2 separate regions of the Zea mays genome follow, and region 1 is linked to region 2. A link is a contact called in public Hi-C data. All regions are on one chromosome and are shown on one strand. The core of a region is the stretch at or near the end of the contact, and the rest is flanking DNA. Distances in the headings are between cores, read along the strand shown. Region 1 holds the start of LOC103655902. Region 2 has its middle 53 kb from the start of LOC100275087.

Region 1 (3,037 bases), core at 443-2,942, 290 kb after region 2:
TTAAGCTCCTTATGAACCTGGATACAAGAGGAGAAATATGATTCTACCACATGGGTTTAACACACTTATATTGAATATCCATATTTCAGAAACAGTGCAAGGATCCACAATCCATGGTTATTAAAGCGGTAAAACGTTAAAACGTTATGAATCACCTTTTTAACATTTAAACGTTGAAACGTCTTTTCAGACTTGACATAGAACTTCAAATATAGAATAAGTTCATAGATAAGTTGAGTACTTGAGTTCACAAACCAAATAGCATAAAAGGAAACAGATCACGTTCAACACAAGTTCAACCACACAAGCTATAACTTGTATCTATGATCAGTAACCATCATCCAACTCATCAATATCAAGACCTAAAAGAATGATTCAGTGTGACTCAGTGACTGTGAGCAAAATCAAAATAGAGCCTAAAACATAGGAGCTGGCTGCTGGGGATGGACCGACTGGAAGGCTTAGGCGTTAGGAACTTAGGGTTTTTCCATCTTTTGGCCCAGGAAAGGAAAAGCCCACAACGAGTAGAACGTCCTAAACGCAAGTAAAACGTCTTAAAACGCACAGAGGACGTTTAAGCGTCGTTTAAATGCGTGAAACGGACGTTCTACTCCATTTTGGTAAAACGTTCGGACGTTTCAACTTTTAATCACGTTTTGTCGTTTAAACGACGCTTAAACGACGTTTAAGCGACGTTTTAATAACAATGCCACAATCAATCCATCAATTGAAATACTGATCGCAATTACAGAGGAGGAATCAGTCCACTAACAACATGTGCAGCAACAATGAATATTATTCATCAAAATAACTAGAAACTATACCGTGACTGATTATCCTAGGCTGTATTGGTGGCTATTGGCTAATGTTGAATTTCCTTTGCTTTCAGAACTACTGAAATCTATGTACAGATGAAACTATATGAACCCAATCAGAAAACTGGACGCTAAAACATTAATGCGCAAATGCTGTTTAAAATTCAGCAGATTGACGAGTGAAAAAAGAAAAAACATTACTATCCCTATAGGGACTAGAAGACGTGATTGCACGCTTGCACACAGGGTCTGCTCAGATATTAGTCAATGCCATCCCCATAAGGCCAATTAACCTATGTGAAATTCACCATCACCGCAACACATACAACTCACAGCATTTTCACAGGATCATGGCGAGAAAAGGGTGTACTCAGAATATACCTGGGTGGCTGCAGACTGGCCCAGAATCTCGTCCAGCTGCCGGCGAGCCACTATGAGCCGCCCAACCGCTCTTCCAGTCATCCGCCCGGCCGTCCTCGCAATCTTCACCATATCACTGGGCTCTGAACAAAAGCGAGGGAATCGGGGTCAGACCGAAACATCAGTTCCAAAACGTGCCGATCCCGCCATCGCCTTCCCGTCAGTCGCCGCCATCGACAGCCGCCGCCGAATGGCCGAAGCGGAAATAGCGCGCGGAGTTTGATTACTCACTCATCATGACGGAGCAGGCCCCGAGGACGACCAGCAGCTGTCCGGTCGAGAACCCCAGCATCTTCGCACGGACAAGTCGCCGCTGGGACGGGGCGGAGGATCCACGCGGCCGTTCCGGCACACGCGCACGACGGCGGCGGCTGTGCGTGACGCGGCGATGAGAGGGAGAGACAGAAAGATGACGTGGGCAAGGAATGGGCCGGGCCTCGGCTAATTGAGGCTGGAAATGGTTGAGCTGGGAGTGGGCTGGCGTCAAGAGGGCTCTCTGATGGGGAGTGTCAACCGGGCTTACATCTTTGCCTCAGTTCTCACGTACCCTTTTATATGTTTAAGGCAAAATTTGATACATACCATTAAAAGATCACATGTATAGAAATTTACCAGCAAAAGATTCACACTTAGATATTTACCATGGAAAGATTGCACGTTAGAGATTTATAGCATTCCGTTCCCTTCCGTCAATCGGATCAATGGGTTTTTTTTTATTTGGAACGATCAACAATTAGAGTATACCAATTTTACCCCTGGCTTTAGTTTTTCCCCTCCGTTCCTTGGCCCCAGGCCAGAATACGACTCCCTCGCGTGAGGCGAGAAAGGAGCAGAGGCCCGATAGGCGACGAGCTGCTCGCGGCCTTCCAGGCGGCGCGCTCGCCCGCGGCCACCCAAGTTTTTGCTGCAGCGGCGTCCTCCACCCCACGCAGTATGCACCTTTCTCCCGTTCTCCCTCATCTTCCTTCCTTGCTTTGGGAGTTCTAAATCCTAGGATTTTCTTCTCTCTTGTAGTGCTCAGGAATCGATCTGAAATTGAGGCGCATGGATACTTCTGAGGTTCCTGAAGGATAATATCCTTTTCCTCTTTGTTGAATCTTTGCAATTTCTTGTAAATTGTACAAAAGTTACTGTTTGTGAGGGGGAATAAATTTGTACAGAATAAATTGATTCATTTAGGACTGGAATTGTCATCAGTTGCTACTTACATTTGTTCTCCCTTCTATGTGTTTGCCATTGCTATTGCAGGATTGATCCGACTAGTGCATGTAGAGTTGAGGTCACTGTCAATTCTTACTTCAGTGTACGAGATGGTAGAAAGGAGTATAACCGGGGTAGGCCAGTAAGCTATGTTGTTGATTCAGAAACATATTCTATCATTGATCTAGAGAAAGATATTGCTTCAGAATTTAAATGGGCCAGTGAACAGCAGGCAAATTTCTGGGTTCTAACAGGAGAGGGTAGTCTGACATGCAAGTTGGCTTCAGATGCACAACTACTTGACTTGTTAAGGACATCCAGAGTAGTGAAGTTGTTCATGGTAGTCGGTAGCCGTGAGCAAAATGTAAGAGAGGAGGAGATGGCTGCTGCTGCAGTGAATATAGGAGACGAGGAGATGCCTACTGCAGTAAATATAGGAGAGGAGGAGATGCTTACTATAGTGAACATGGAAGAGGAGGCGATGCCTATTGCAATGGACCATAATTTGGAGGTACATGATAGAGGATTTACATGGGCAGAAGTACCTGAATATGGGGAAACAATTGGAGGGCCACCAATACTTGAGGAGGAGGAGGAGGAGC
Region 2 (2,735 bases), core at 202-2,701:
CGAATCCAAATTGAACTTGGGAAATGGAAAATGAATGAAAAAGGAAAAGAAGAACTCACTAGTGCTGGGCTAAATTCCTTGTTGCCAACCCATTACTACTCCTATCGCCTGGTCCTTGGGCAGTTCTGGCCCAGCCCAATGGGCTCGGATTCGGTCCACTCTCGTTTACCATCGACCTGCCCACTCGTGTGGCGCCTCTGTCGGGCGGGACCTGCATGTCAGTGCTTTCTCTTACGCGTGGGGACTTGGAGTCAGACTTACCTCCCCACGCTTAGGGATGTTTCTAAAACATCCGACTTGTATCACAAATCTAATATTTTAGCATAGATATACATAGAATTTAAAGCTATTTTTTGGCAATGTTATTAAGAAGATTACGAAGTATTTAAATAAATTTTTATATAATTTTTTATGTACATTATTTTCTCCCTACAATAAAAAAAGGTGACAAAACATCTGAATCTGTATTCGAATAGACATCCGAATTTTATATCAATTATTTAAAAAGATATATAATGAATTTAATGTTAGTTTTTTATGAAGATTAATAGTCTCAATGCTAAAAACAAGAATATAAATTTACATAGCAAATTCTCTATGTTATTTGTTCACAATCGAAGAAATAAGACCGAAAATTTGACATCCGAATAAATATCCAGATCCATCCCTACCCACGCTACATGTCTAGGAACGAAGTCCGCCATCGCGCAACAAAAAATGAGAAATCTGGAGAACGCAGTTATGCTAGCTAGGAGAACCGACCTTGCAGGAGCCTATAAACCTGGTGCCCGGAACCACATCTTCCCAGTGTTACTAGATCGCCGTGTGAGGAAATCCAATTCCATCGGCCACCACGGACCCCTCCATCGAACTCATGAATCGCCGTCGATTGGGCCTAGTAGGTGGCTTAGACGGGTGGTTGGTCTGTGTCACAACTTTTGGGGGGCTCGGTGAACTGCAGAGACCCTCAGAGTCGGCGCAATTCCTCGCCTGCATTGAGTGTGCCGCCATCGGGCCATTGCACCGTGTCCAGTCCTCGCCACCGCATGGATACCGATAAGGACGCTCCCCCTTGCTTCGCTTTTATCCTCACAGCGTGTAGATCGGTTCACATATAGGCCCTGGTCACCGGTTGGTTGCGCGGTGTCGCTCCAGTGAACTTACCTCCACACTGGGTACACAGGCTCCGCCCGGCCACCGTGGTGGAGAAGACGTCAATGTTGTCGTCAATCCGGGGTTTAGCGGTGGAGATTAAATTGAGGATAGTGTATGAGATAGGAATATGTAGACTGTTATATAGAGATCAGGTCGTCCTTATTAGATGACTAGATACTTCTTCAATCTATTTAAATCAGCGCCGTCGGATTTGGACCTTGCGGCCTCGAACGTGTATCAGTTCAGGATAAGTCATGGCCGTCGATCTTGTGATCAATGGCTTAGGTAGCGTAACATTGGATTCAATGGCCGACCTAATCCCCACCGTAGATAGTCGATCCAACGACTCAGATGGACTGATACCCCTTTGACGTGCCCTTTTGTTAAAAGACCCCAAAAAAGTTGATAACCAACCCACCGTCAATCTACTGCGGGAGGGTATTACTTTCGGGTCCCTGGGTTTTTACAAAACCGACCCGGGAATGTATTTTAAGCAGAAAATTAATATGAAAATGCACAAAAACTTAAATAATTCATAATTTCTTCATTCTAACTCCGATTTGATCTATTCAAGTCACGTTAGCTTCGTAATAACATTATGAACGCGGTAACATCATTATTTTTATCATATTGCTTAATTATATAATTGGATAATTGTTGTTTATTAGATTAACTCTTCCGGACAATATTAATCTATCTATAACTATAATTTGACTAAAATAGGATCTCTAAGCAAGTTATAACTTAGAGTAAAGTTGAATTAGTTATATCTTTAATATTTGCTCTTATATGATTCACATTAATCAACATAGAATTTAGTTTTTATTATTTGATCACAAAAATCTTTTGATCACCATATCTTACTAACAGTAACTCCGATTTAGTGGTTCTCGAACCTACGATCTCGCAGAGATGCATAGAATACTCCTATGCAGTTGTTCCCATGTTTGGTGTAATATTATTTTTATGTGCTCCTTGTCTATTTGTATATATTGCTACGAGTAGCAGCGAGGTCACGAGAAATCTGAAGACCAATTTGGTGAAGTACCTGGAATCTCAAGTCACAGGCAAGTTTTGCTCTTGATCACTCTTCTTTACCTAATAATGTTCCTGTTAATCACTGTGACATGCTCAGGTTAATTTGATGGGACCTAATAGGTTATCCTAGTTTTGTTTACCCCACACCTTGCAAGACAAATGAACTATTGGATAGACTTGCTATTGCTCTACCTGGTTTTGGGATTAATGTTATATCTGAATTATGATCATGTTCCATTAATATTATTGGTTTAATTATTGTTCATGATAAGATTATTGTGTTAATTGGAACATGGAGCTTAACTTGAGATAACATTGCTACGAGAAGGATGGAATGGGACGCCCTTGGCCAAGTAATTAGGAAAGCTAGGGAGAGATTATCTTACTCGAAAGGGGCAAGCGGGGAGGCGTCATTGTAGAGTATAGGGAGGTCCTTGGGTCGAACTGTCTGTAAAGCTTTTCGGACGAGGGATTCCTATGCTTCCTTCTTTCTGAATCTGTAGCGGGTTTTCTCGAACTAGTGGAACTTTGGAAAGGCATCG

The links. A called contact is a pair of places that touch in the nucleus more often than the background predicts.
Region 1: a Hi-C map of leaf shows a contact between it and region 2, with 5 times the contacts expected there. The contact joins the promoter of LOC103655902 here to the enhancer-like site in region 2. A contact is called at or near these places in 2 of 25 Hi-C or Micro-C datasets (leaf and tassel).

What each region holds. Positions count from the first base shown.
Region 1 is chr4:216,929,236-216,932,272 of Zm-B73-REFERENCE-NAM-5.0, forward strand. LOC103655902 reads left to right here and starts at 1,693. Exons shown (of 2, transcript XM_020552321.2): 1 at 1,693-1,778; 2 at 2,484-3,037. The coding sequence starts at 1,693. It overlaps LOC100274044, which reads right to left and starts at 1,709. Exons shown (of 8, transcript NM_001148425.2): 1 at 1,467-1,709; 2 at 1,197-1,318; 3 at 1-17. The coding sequence starts at 1,527.
Region 2 is chr4:216,634,685-216,637,419 of Zm-B73-REFERENCE-NAM-5.0, forward strand. No RefSeq gene overlaps it. Among protein-coding and RNA genes, the nearest start is that of LOC100275087, 53 kb to the left of the region's middle. Within about 2 kb of position 1,452, at least 17 of the 20 cell types and tissues checked have an H3K27ac peak or open chromatin away from gene starts, as enhancers often do. A contact at or near this core is called in leaf and tassel, where this site is marked.